Linked DNA regions of Canis lupus: region 2 is linked to region 1. Evidence: chromatin contacts called from public Hi-C data. All regions are on one chromosome and are shown on one strand. The core of a region is the stretch at or near the end of the contact, and the rest is flanking DNA. Distances in the headings are between cores, read along the strand shown. Region 1 overlaps LOC111092595 (a long non-coding RNA gene). Region 2 overlaps MYO18B (unconventional myosin-XVIIIb).

Region 1 (6,470 bases), core at 3,839-6,338:
ATGGCACCCTTTGGGAGCTATTACTATATAGTCTACCCCAAGGAGTTCATGCAACATGACGTGCGCAGCTGGCCCTTCTGCACCTGCGCCTCCTGTTCTTGTTCTGGTCCCAAGTAACTGCTTTCTGCAGGGCTCCCGTATGCGCACATTTGGTGGCCGGCCACAGGGAAGTCAGTGGGAATTGACTCAGCAGGACAGAACTGCATTGCCTGAGCTCCGGAGCAAAGGGAACTGCCCTCTGGGCCTTGGCTTGGGGCCCGGAGCTCAGAGGAAAGGTCACCCGCTCCTGCTGGCAGGAGGTCTGAGTCAAATAGCTGTTAAACCAAACAAACTAACACCCACCTCCACCACCGCCCACACAGATGTGACCGATTCTTTCCTTGAGAGAGAAAAGAAAAGACTTCTCTTTGTTGTTTGACATCCTGACCTCTGCAGCATGGAAACTAAAAATAATACCCATCCGCAGAGTGCTGTGTGCTTTTCCTATTGGTCTGTACACTCAACAACAGCCTGTGCCATGGACGCCTAGATGAGAGAGGAAAGGGAACTCAGGACAGGAGCAGCAGGGTCACGCTTAGATACAGGTCTTCAGAAATTGAAGCTTACATTTTGTGAATTTACCTTGTATGAATCCATTCATCTTTAACATCCCACCCACCCATCCATCTCCCTATCCATCTCCCCATCTACCCATGCACCTGCCCATCTACCCATCCATGCATCCTTTCATCCATCCATCCATCCATCCATCCATCCATCCATCCCCCCTTCTATCCATCCACGCATTCATCCATCCTTCCATCCTTCCATCCATGCATCCATCCATCCATCCATCCATCCATCCATCCATCCATCCTTCCATCCATCCTTTATTGAGTGCCTTCTATGTGCTCAGCCTCATGTCAAGAATTCACTGGTGAATTCACTGGTCCTCTGAGCATCAGAAGACCCATTAGGAATCTGCCTTCATGGTCCAGAGGAGTTTTAGACAATAGCAAAGGAAACAAAACAATAAACATTAGAATTGCTTTTTGGGTAGGCATATTAAGCCACTGTCCAGAGGATGCAATTTGAAACCCTTTTTTTTTTTTTTTGAGTTAGGTGCTGCTATAAGAACGCAACTATTTTTTTTTATTTCATTCTCATTACAACTTTATAAGGTTCTTACTATTAATATTCCTGTTTCAAAGAAAGGCAAGCAGAGACCCAGGCTGGTAAGGTGACAAAGTCACATAGCTGGCAGGTGGCAGAGCTCGGATTGGAACGTAAGTGGGTCCACTGTGGAGAAATCACCCACATCTGGGGCCTCCTGCCTCGTTCATTCTGTGCCTTGCAGCCGCATCAGGGCTAGGGTGCCTGGGGTCTTCCTGCAGAGTCACTCTCTTGCACCTGCTCTTGGTCTGATGATGACTCAAGTCTCTGGGAACAGGATAAACATTAATCCAGCTTGTCTCTGCCAGGCCGCAGGACAGCCACACCTCCTGCTTTGCTCATAACCCTGCCTACCAGGGTGTCACTGGCCATCAGCTTGGGCCCTCTGTGGCCATCAGCACACGGCTGGCAGCCACAGAATCTCAGATCAATTCCTTAGGGACATAAGCAAGGTTGGTACTAAAAGACAAAGCAGTGGCTACCATCCGGGGTCCCCAAAAGCATCCAAAAAGCATCCTGCTGCAGATGTCCACACAACCACAGACTTGCTGTGTGACTCTGGGCAAGTTCGGCCTCTCTCTGGACCTCTGTTCTCCTCCCGCACCGCTGATGGGGCTCGGACCTTGCTGAACTCATTCATCCAGCTGTTGAGAACCTACCATGTACCAGGTTTCATGTTAGGGCCCGGGGAGGGATGAAGCATGGTCATCCAGTTACAGAGAAAAATTGCAAGGGGTTTTGGGAATATAAAACAGGCCGGCCTGACCTAGATTAAAGGGCACAAAGGGCCCCTTGGGGAAGTGACATTTCAGCTGAGACTTGAAGGAGGACTGAAGATAACTCCATCCAGATCCCGAAAAGGGAATTCTAGGCAGAGGATCCAGCATCTGCAGAGCTTCAATGTGCGAAAATGTCCGGAACCTGAGAAACTGCCAAATGGCAGGACAAGCCTAAGGAGGTCAGGGGGCCCAGTCGTGCCGGTCCTTGGAGACAGCACTGGGATGGGGACCTTGAGCAGAGGGAGATGTGAAGCCACTGAGTTCCATGGGGCCCAGAAACTCATGCAACAGGCTCTGTAGACACCACTTGTTGGGCTGGAGGCTGCACAGAAGGAGGCCAGGTAGGACATTGAGGTCAAGAAATGAACTTGACCCATTTCACAATATTGCCAAGAGTGGATTCAGTAAGAGACCTTGGGTTGGGGGATAGGACAGGGACTAATGGCTTTAACTGGAGCCTAGAAATTCACACTGTGGGAGGGCAGGGCTCAGAACTTTGTGTGAGCAATTGTATAATTCAGTTATCCTTTTCCCATTGGTTAAAGCATCCTATTGGCTCTGGGACCTAGCCTTCAACTAGAGCTCTACCAACTGCAGGTAGCAGAGAACTTGACCTGAGAAAAGGGAATTTGTGGACTTCTGTTTTGAACAACCCAGGGGCAGAACTTCAGGTGTGGCTTGATCCAGGGGCTTGAATGATGCTACCAGGATCCAATTCCTCTCTCTACTCAGCTCCACTTCCTCAGGGTTGGTTCCATGTAGGTCCTTCATCAAAACTACTGTTGTCAGCTCTACATTCCATTCATTCTTCATTCCTCTGAGCATCAGAAAAGAGGTCCCAGGCTCTTCTCTGCACCCAAACCCAAATGGATTGGGACCATGAGTGGCCAGAAAGACAGAAGGTGCTAACTGCTTGGCTGGGGTCACATGCTCCACCACGGGCATCCAGCGGGCGGAGGTCAACTTTCTTAAAAGCCCAGAGAGTGAAGGGGTGGGTGAGTGTGAGCAAAGAAAACCCTCACCCTAGCAAAACTAGGGCACTCTTGCCATACAGAAGAAGGGGGTAACAAGCTCAAAGGAAAGAGCCTCACATTTTCACCACGTAGAGGAGCCCTGCGATCCTCCAGAGGTGAGATCCTCCTGGGGTCTTCCTGGGGACTGAGAGCTGTTGCAAGGTTGCTAAGGGTGAGACAAAGAGTGACATCATTACCAAGGGTCAGGACTGGGTGTCAGTCAGGAAGACGAGGGGAAGAATCAGGGATGACCAGAATCATCAGAAATCAGAGAGCTAGAGGAACTGCTGGCGTGTGTTGTGTCCTGAGCACGTAGATATGATATCGTGAACTCTGCATGTGCCCCAGAGAGCAGCTTATATGGACCTGGGCTGGGAGCAGGGGTGCTCTGGTCATCCTCCTCCCTCCCCCTTGCACCCCAGACAGCTAAGAAGGGGTTTATCTCCATCACCTGCCAGCATACAGGGGCTTCTATGGGACTCAGGCACCCCACGGTGGGGGTCTGAGAAGATCAGTGGAAGGTCTGGGTCTCCCTCTGGGTGGGCTGTGGGCCGCCCAGGGCCTCTGCTGCTTAAGGAGCCCAGTCCCATGAGCACGAATGCTGTCCGGCACCTACAGGGCTGATGACACGATGAGGTCTCTGGAGGCCCAAATGCTCCTTTCCACCTGTCCAGCCCTGGACTCCTGAACTGGGCACTGCCTGGGCGGCAGTCACACTCCCAAACCTCTTTGCAGTCTGGGTCCCCTGCCTTCGGGGTCTCTGTGCCTGAGGGTGACCACATGTCCCGGCTCCCCTGGGCAGGCTCGGGCTGTCATCCTTGTGTCATTATTCACGGTGCCCCTTTCATTCTCCAGGGGTCCTGGTTTGGATGATAAATTACGGGCCACTTGATACATCCCTCCAGGCCAAGCGGCCGCCCACTTTCTTTGTCACAGAATCCTTGCTGATTCTGAGAGCTCTTAAAACCTGAATCCAAACTATTAGCAACCCAAGCATCCCCTGTCACCCTACCTCCCCAGATTTGTTTATACCCAGTCCCCCAGGAGAGAGGTCCCTCAGGCAAGGACAGGTGAAATGATTCCTTTTAAAGCAGCAAAGAGAAAAGATTCCAATCAAAACCGTTCCAGTCCCAAGGGCTTTCCTGCCTCTGCCTCCTCCACATTCCTGTCCTCGTTTGTCCCCACAATAAACCCCCTGTTTTTAAGGTACCTTGCGTGGGGCTCTTTTTCCTGCAACAAAAAGACGAGTACCTAAAATAGGCCAGGGCCTGGGCCTGTGGCCAAATTTGGATGAAAAACTGGGTCAGGCAGGGGAGGGAGCTGCAGGCTGGGATCCTTGAGGATTGGGCTAGACAGCTCCAGCTGATGGGGCATTTCTGGGTGCCAGGTACGGAGGCTGCACATTGGCCGATCATGAGCTCATTTAATCCTCTGATTGCCCGAGGAGGGGGTACCATTATCTCTGGTGCACAGAGGAGGAAACTGAGGCTCCGAGAGTCAGGACTAGGGGCTGCCATCTCAGTTTTCTGACTCCAGAGTCTGCACTTTGGGGCACAGGGCAGACTTCCAAACTCTGAGAGGGTAGCTAGCATCTCAGCCATCTGGCATTTCGAAGCGCGGCCCAGCTTGCCCCAAGCCGGAGCTCCTTGGCACAAGCGTGTCTGAAGTTCCCTTCACCATTTTAAAAGTGAGTTTAAGGAACGAGAAACAGCCACAGGCCATGGTTTTGATTTAAACAGCTTTAAGTGAAGGGAGGAAATTGTTGCTTGCTTCAGGCATAGCTGGATCCAGGGGTTCACGTGATGTCCCCCTAAGTGCCTGGCACTCAATTCTCGATCTTTCTTCTTCCCTCTGTGTGTTGCTCTCTCTATGAGGCAGGAGGAATGGCCGTGGGCAGCCCCAAGCCTCATTGCGATCATTTGCAATCCAAAAGGGGAAAGGCTTTCTCTGACTCCCTATCTTTCTATATCTCTTTCTCTCTTCCTCGCCTCTTTTTGCCTCGCTGACACAGGAATCCAAAGAAGGGTGGGGATTGGCTCTGCTTGGATCGCATGGCTACCTCAGGACCAATCCCTGGGTCTGAGAGGATAGGGCCATGGCTTTAGGAGGGGCTCAGCCTGCCGCAGGCTCTCTCCCATGGTGAGGAAGGTGGCAGGTTGTGATTAGGAGCACCTGGGTGGCTCAGCGGTTGAGCATCTGCCTTTGGCTCAGGTTGTGATCCCGGGGTCCTGGGACTGAGTCCGGCACTGGGCTCCCCGCATGGAGCCTGCTTCTCCCCCTGCCTGTGTCTCTGCCTCTCTCTCTATGCCTCTCATGAGTACAGAAATAAAATCTTAAAAAAATAATAATAAAAAGATTGTGATGAACAGCCTGGAGGTACCATGAGGGGTGGGGGAGGCATGGTTCCATTAGGGAAAGGATGCTGGCGGTCAAAACCAAAACACCCACTGTTCTTAGAAAGAAAGATATGTTACTGAGATAACCAGTTTAAAAGTTCTTAATATGCTTGTCACTGCGCTTCCCTGAGTGCAGCATTTGATCTGTACCGCCCTGGGGCATCCATTAGTCTGGGGGAGATTAGAGTTTATTTCAGAAAACAAAAAGAGAAAGACAGAGGTGATGTCCAGCTTTTGACATTAGAAATTGGATGATGCGCCAGACAACAGCCGGAGGGATTCTCCTGATTCCTCATGTTTCAGCTTATTGATAATTATGTCAGACGACTGAGAACATAGCTTTCCCAGGAGCTGGATGGTGTGTTCCGTCCACCTAGAACCACTGGACCGACTCTTTGTAAAGGGAGGAGATGATGTACATAAGCAGCAGAAATGTCGGCGCATTTTCTGACTTCAGGGTTGCAGGGAGAAGTGGCAGCCAAATGGTCAGATCCTGCTTCCATGATGCCCCCCTGCAGCCGGCATCGGGAGTTATTATTTCTGAGCACTTACTGTCTCCCAGGCCCTGCGCTATGCCAGAGCTGATTCATTTTTTTTTTTATATCCCTATGAAGTAAGAACTTCTATCAATCAGGAGTCTTGATTGCAAGCACGTTCTATCAACTTGAATGTGTGTTTTTTTCTTAAGATTTTATTTATTTATTAATGAGAGACACAGAGAGGGGGAGGGGGAGAGGGAGAGAGAGAGAGAGAGAGAGAGAAAGAGAGAGGCAGAGACACAGGCAGAGGGAGAAGCAGGCTCCATGCAGGGAGCCCAATGTGGGACTGGATCCTGGGTCTCCAGGATCAGGCCCTGGGCCGAAGGCGGCGCTAAATGGCTGAGCCACCCGGGCTGCCCAACTTGACTGTGTTTAAAGCAAACAGGGGAAGGTATTAGATGATATATCTGGGACAGCGTGATGATTAATTTTATGTGCCAACATGACCTGGTCACGGGGTGCCCAGATATTTGGTCAAACGTTAGGACAAGCATGTCTTCAAGAGGGATTTTGGGTAAGATTCACACCTGAATCGGTAGACTGAGTGAAGCAGATGTGCTCTCTAGTGTGGGGGGCCCTCCCTTAATCACT
Region 2 (5,875 bases), core at 2,232-4,731, 210 kb before region 1:
ACTGGATGCATATTACCAGCCTTCCTTATCCCTAGGACTCACTAGAACCTCCGGGGAGCTTTACAAAAATACTGATGCTTTGGCCCCAATCCCAAAGAATCAGATGGAGTTGGTCTGGGTTGTGGGCCCCCCGGGTGATTCCAGCGTGTAGCCAGGGCTGAGAACCCCCACTCCAGGGCCCTAGTGGCTCCGTCTGACCAGGGGCCAGGGAGGACATAGCCTTGGAAAGGGGATTGGCCTCACTTGTCAAACGTCACCGCTGTCTATACCATTTTGAAGAGTGAGTCAAGGCCGTATTTTTAACCAAACTGCCATAGTGGAGACAGTAACATGGCTCTGAGCCAAACAAGATAACCAATGCGACCCTACCTCTCTCCCACCCATGGGCTCTCGTCCTTTGGATTTTCATAGTCGCCAAAGCCCCCAATCCACTCTGCGGCCTTCTTGGTATACGGGAGGAGGTGCCTCTGGAATCATTGAGGCCAGGAGGCAACTCACACACACCCATTTTACAGATGAGCAAACCGAGGCCCGGACCACACAGAGGGGTGGGTCCTAGGACCCAGCTGTCCTGACATTCCATATGAGTCCCTTTCTGCCCCTGTCTCTCACTGACTGCCTGACCTTTGGAAAGCCAAGTCACCTCTCTGAGCCTCATTTTTACCTCCCTGCAAGATGGTGACAGCTTCCAATGGCTCATTGCAAGGATTACATGAGGACCTTGTGCTGGGGTGTCAGCTGTGCGGGGGGAAGGAGAGAATCCAGTTATTTACCAATGGGGACAAGAAAATTAAATTGGTGAGAACTAGCCAGGGCTTGCTGCCTCAGAGAAACATATCCCCAGGCTGCCCTGCTCCAGCCCCAGGACCATCTTGGCCCTTGGTCCAGACACCTGTTGTGGTCTGAGGCCTGTCCATCCTGCATCTTGGCTCTGAGTCGCTGCCTAGACTCTGGGGTGACAGTTTGTCCCCATCCTGTGCTCAGTTCTTAGCTTGTGCACCATGACGCCAGCATGGCCGGCAGCCTGTGGGACAACTTCCTGCTCAGGTCTCCGCATCAGCCACCTTGCTCCCCAGAGTGGCCCTTCCCGAGGCAGCTCCCCAGAGCCAAGAATGCACAAGCCCTTGCCCTGGCTCTGCCTCTATCTGGTCTCATGACCTTCAGCAAGTTGCTTGACCTCTCTAAACCTCAGTCTCCACCTCTAAGAAGTGGGTACGATTCCCATCTACCCTGTTGCTGCAGAGGAGCTCAAAGGAGCCAATGAACGGCAAAGGGAACCTTGTCTAGTAACAAACGGCACCCGCTCACACTGCATCATGACCTAACAACAGCTTTGGAGGCTGACCGTGGCCCCCCACTTATGCCTGTCTCAGGCAGGGGTGGGGACAGAGCCCATCCTCCCTGTAATCCTCCCCCAGAAGACTTGGCAGGGACGTTTCAACAGTTGCTGCCGTTCAGCTGCCGGAGAACTTCTCTGATGCAGTGAAGCCATTGTAATTGGACAGGTGCAGGCACGTGGGGGACAGCACAGGCACACGGGGGATGGGACAGGCACGTGAGGGACGGAACAGGCAAACAACAGCTGGAGGGATGTGGGGGGGCGGAGTCAGGCTGGTCACTGGGCCCGAGCCAACTCCAGGCCCCGAGGCCACTGGGTCACTCAGCCCAGTCACTGCAGTATTTGCTCCACCTCCAGGGTGCACTGCAGAGACTCCAGGAGAGGATAAATTTGCAAGTCCTTAAAGCACAGGGGAGGATAAATTTGCAAGGAGAGGATAAATTTGCAAGTCCTTAAAGCTTGTCCAATGACTGCTTCGATTTAGTGGAATTCTTCAGAATAATTAAGGAATTTAGCGGACACCGACCAATCAGAAATGATGCCAGCTAGGTACTGAGGTCTCTACTCGTGCAAGCATTAACCCTTTAATTGTTGGCATGTGGCCATTCTGAGGGACTTGGGGGAGGGGCAGCTGGAGGGCAGGGGCCGGGGTCACCCCTGTTTGCCACCTGGCATAGAGAGGTCTCAGTATCATTACAACCAATACACCCATAACCAGTAACCGAACATAACCAGTAACTGAATAGCTTGGCCACATAAAGTAAGCTAGCTACACATTGTTAGCCAACACCTAGGTTTCTCTCTCTGCAAAAGTGGGGTTAAAATGATCCCTGCAATCGCTGGTCAGCTGATGTCCTTCATGCATTCATTCAACAAACATTTGTCCAGCACTCACTCTGGACCAAGTTCACAAGAGGTGCTCCATATACAGAGTTGAAGGAGAGAGAACCACCGGCCCTAAGGAATGCCCCGTCCAAAAGTCGCACGATCAAATATTTAACTCTGCCGACCTCCATTAAGACAGACACAGAGGGCGCCATGGGAATCAGAGAAAGGAAGGCAATGGGGGAGCTTTCCAGAGATGTACTATTTGAGCCGGGTTCTGAGGGAGGAATAGGAGTTCGGTAGATCGACTGCAGAAAAGGACATTCCTCAGAGAGCAGGAGCGAAGGCGAGATGGCCACTGAATCTAGAGGCTCATAGGAGGGGACTGTCCTGTTGATTGGCACCTGGTCCCCTTCCTGCGGGGCCACTTACCTCTTGTTCTGGAGAGGCGAGCGCTGCCTCTTTCCTCAACCTTGCTTCTTTGGACTCTTTCTCGGTCTCCCGGACCAGCTGCTTAATGAAGCCCCCTGGGATGACAGAGAAAAGGGGAGGGGGCGAAGATGGTGGAGGGCTCTTGTCTTCCTCCCGAATCTGTTTTGCAGAAGCAAAGAAGGAGAAAGCTCAGTGAGTGAACCAGTGCAAGCAGGCAGACCTTGGAAAGGTTTGTGATGGAGCCTGGGAGGCGGCCCAGGGGGACATCCGTGACCAAGCACATGTATGAGAGGCCGTGGCAAAGCAGATGGGGTCGGCCGGGGCTCCGGGACGCCTTGAGACAGCGCATGGAGATGGAATGCATGAGCAGCAGAGGCCACCCTGTCTGTGTGATTTCTGCCTGGACCCAATTTCCTCATAATGCGAATCTGGCCCTTGGGTTCCCTTCCTGGGCGGGGAACAGACCATCTCTGGGAGGAGCTAGTACAGCAGGAGCTTTTCCATTTTCCAGAAGGGGATGGACCCCAGGGCACCATGCACATTCTCTGCCTCCGCTTGCAATTAAAATAATAGATTGATCAGTTACTCACTGATGACACGCCAGGGACATGGGAAGGTAGGGAATGGCTCGCAGCCACGGTTTATATAAAAAAATCCAGCCCTATGGCTACAGCCCACTCCACTGATGCAGAGCTGTGGCTTCTTGATGGTCCTTGAACCGGGACCCAGGCAGCCAGGGGCTCCCCAATACAGGATCCTAAAGTTGGGGGGCTAGATACTGCCATTTTACACCAGAAACATAGCCTAGACCCAAGCTGGCTGGAGTTGGCGTGTAGCTAAGGCTCCTTTGTGGACCACAGGGTCCTCGGGGACTGAGGCAATGGGACCTGTTCTAGGTGACTGGGGTACATCTTTAACCAGCATCATTGTGGCCACCCGTGGGGGTGGCGGGGTGGCAGAAATCTGTAGCACTTTTTATGGCAGAGCCACACAGCGGTTAAAATAAGCTACTTATCAAGGTCCTCCGCGTGTGGCTGGCAAAGACTTGATCTCAGCAGCCCAGCTGATAAAGGGGAAATCCGAAGGGGATAGGGACGTCTAGGAGACAAAGCAGAGGCCAAGGGTTAAGGCTGGTTGATGCAGCCCCCTGTCCGGGGCTCACTGACCCCACGCCTCTCCCTCTCGATGGGGCCCAAAAGCCACCTCATAAGACAGAGCGAGGCTTACGGCCCACTCAGCAGGTGTCACCCCTGCTTCCTGCAGCATTGCTCTCAGTGCTACACCCGGAGCAGTCTGGGAGGCAGCCAGAGAGAAGCTTCTCAACCGCCTCACCCCTCAGCCTCTAACTCATCAAATCCTACACGAGGGTGGGAGGCGAGGCGAAGGAGAGCTCAGGCATCAGAGACAGCCCTTCGTGGAATCTTGTGAAAAAATACAAAAGGGAGAAGAATAACTGGGAAGAAGGGCCCGTTTCCAGTTCTCCATGGTGACAGAAGGAAGGGAGCACGGAAACCCGTCCCCAAGGCAGAAGTCTGGCAGCCACCAGCCCTGTCCCTGCCCCGCCGCCCACACAAAGCCGGTGTTCGTGGAGGCCGCCCCGGTGATCCAGACAGGACAGCTGGTCTACCCTCAGTCCCCCGCTGCCTACTGAGGAACAGGAAGAGAGCGGCCAGGCATGGGAGGAGTTCAAGGGGCTCATGAACTGGGTTGGAGAGGCCTCGGCTCACCAGGGCTGGCCGGAGGGAGTGGAGCGGGGCACTGGACACGTCACAGGGAGGTGCGGATGCCAGATGCCCCGCCTGAGGCGGGAGGGGACAGCCTGGCCACCCATGCTCTGGCTTGTCCTCCCGCTTGGCAGTCGGCCCTATGGCTGTCGCCTGAACCCTGAACGTTACTTTCCTTCTGCTCCCACAGGGCGAGGCGTGATGAGATGGCCATGCTGAGGCAGTGTCAGGGCTGAGATGGGATGACACGGAGCTCTCTGGCGGGCAGCACGAAATGTGGCTTTATGGACACACACACGGCACACGACACTGACGCATGGAGACACGGGCGCGGACAGGGGAGAGAAGAGAGATACAGGTTAGCTCTTGGACACAGCCCTCCTCCCACCCCCATCGCGCCACGAACCAAGGCCACGCCGCCGGGCACAGCCCGCTGGGAGGACGACTGTCAGCAAGGGGGCCGCTGCCCGTGGACTGGACAGCGCCCCCAAATCCTTTTCCCCTTGACCCACCCTTTGTCATTGAGACATAACCAATGTCAGAAAAGTATAGAAATATACAGCTCAGCGGCTCTCACCTAAAGATCATATCTATTTAAGCAGCATCCTGATGAAGAATAAGAAAATATTATTTTATTTATGGGCAGTTCAAGATGGGACAGATCTAATCTATGGTGATGAAGGTCAGAGCAGCTGCTGGCTTTGGGCTGGAAAGGGGAACAAGGGAACTTCCTGGGGTGATGGAAACGTTCTCTGTCTTGATCTGGGAGAGGGCCCCACGGGAGCATCATATGTAAAGATTCACCCAGCTATCCAATTAATTCACTGGATGTCGATCGCATCTCAACTCAAAAATAAACAAAACAGGGGCGCCTGGGGGGGCTCAGTCGGTTAAATGTCCAGACTCTTGGTTTGGGCTCAGGTCATGATCTCATGGGTCATGAGCTCCAGCCCCTTGTCAGGCTCTACATTCAGCGGGGAGTCTGCTAGAGGTTCTCTCTCCGTCTCCACCCCACCCCCGCCCGTGCATGCATAGACACACTCTCTCTCTCTCTCGAAAAACAAAATTTAAAAATAAACAAAACATTACAGCCTCCCTGACCTTCCCTCCCGCCCCTTCTTAAGTTACTATTCCCCAGAGGACAACCACCATCCTGACTTGTAATACCATAGCATAGTGTGTTTTTCTCTTGTCCGGGACTAGTGGGTGCCACAATTTGACCACGTGCACTAGGAAAGGACGGGAAACCGAAACTATTAATTGGCCCGTGCTTTGGGGGAAATGCTTTAGCACACTTAGCATCATATTGAGAGTCTTGACAAACGCTCAGGACTTTTGACCTACCTAGTAAGGCCTCTTCTGGAAAACAAAGTTTGGGGAAGTAATCCTAAAGCGGAAAATCTTACTCCGCTGGGTCGCTTGGAGCCCCCAAACCAGAGACACAACCCCCGTGTGCAGTAACTGGAGAAGGTCAAATACATCGGAGCCCATCTGACTTTAAGGAACACAATGAATCCATCGAGAAGGGTATTTAGGAAGCATTTGGAAACAGCTC

Evidence for each region. A called contact is a pair of places that touch in the nucleus more often than the background predicts.
Region 2: a contact with region 1 is called in a Hi-C map of skin fibroblasts, with 2.5 times the contacts expected there. The contact joins two enhancer-like sites. A contact is called at or near these places in 5 of 9 Hi-C or Micro-C datasets (amygdala, blood and skin fibroblasts).

Annotation. Positions count from the first base shown.
Region 1 is chr26:19,729,214-19,735,683 of UU_Cfam_GSD_1.0, reverse strand. It overlaps LOC111092595 (a long non-coding RNA gene), which reads right to left. Exons shown (of 4, transcript XR_005379012.1): 3 at 3,023-3,110; 4 at 1,148-1,419. Among named protein-coding and RNA genes, the nearest start is that of CRYBB2, 28 kb to the right of the region's middle. Within about 2 kb of position 5,088, at least 3 of the 20 cell types and tissues checked have an H3K27ac peak or open chromatin away from gene starts, as enhancers often do.
Region 2 is chr26:19,941,542-19,947,416 of UU_Cfam_GSD_1.0, reverse strand. It overlaps MYO18B (unconventional myosin-XVIIIb), which reads right to left. Exons shown (of 44, transcript XM_038575489.1): 2 at 4,496-4,629; 3 at 2,597-2,755. The coding sequence starts at 4,534. Among named protein-coding and RNA genes, the nearest start is that of MYO18B, 18 kb to the right of the region's middle. Within about 2 kb of position 3,481, at least 3 of the 20 cell types and tissues checked have an H3K27ac peak or open chromatin away from gene starts, as enhancers often do.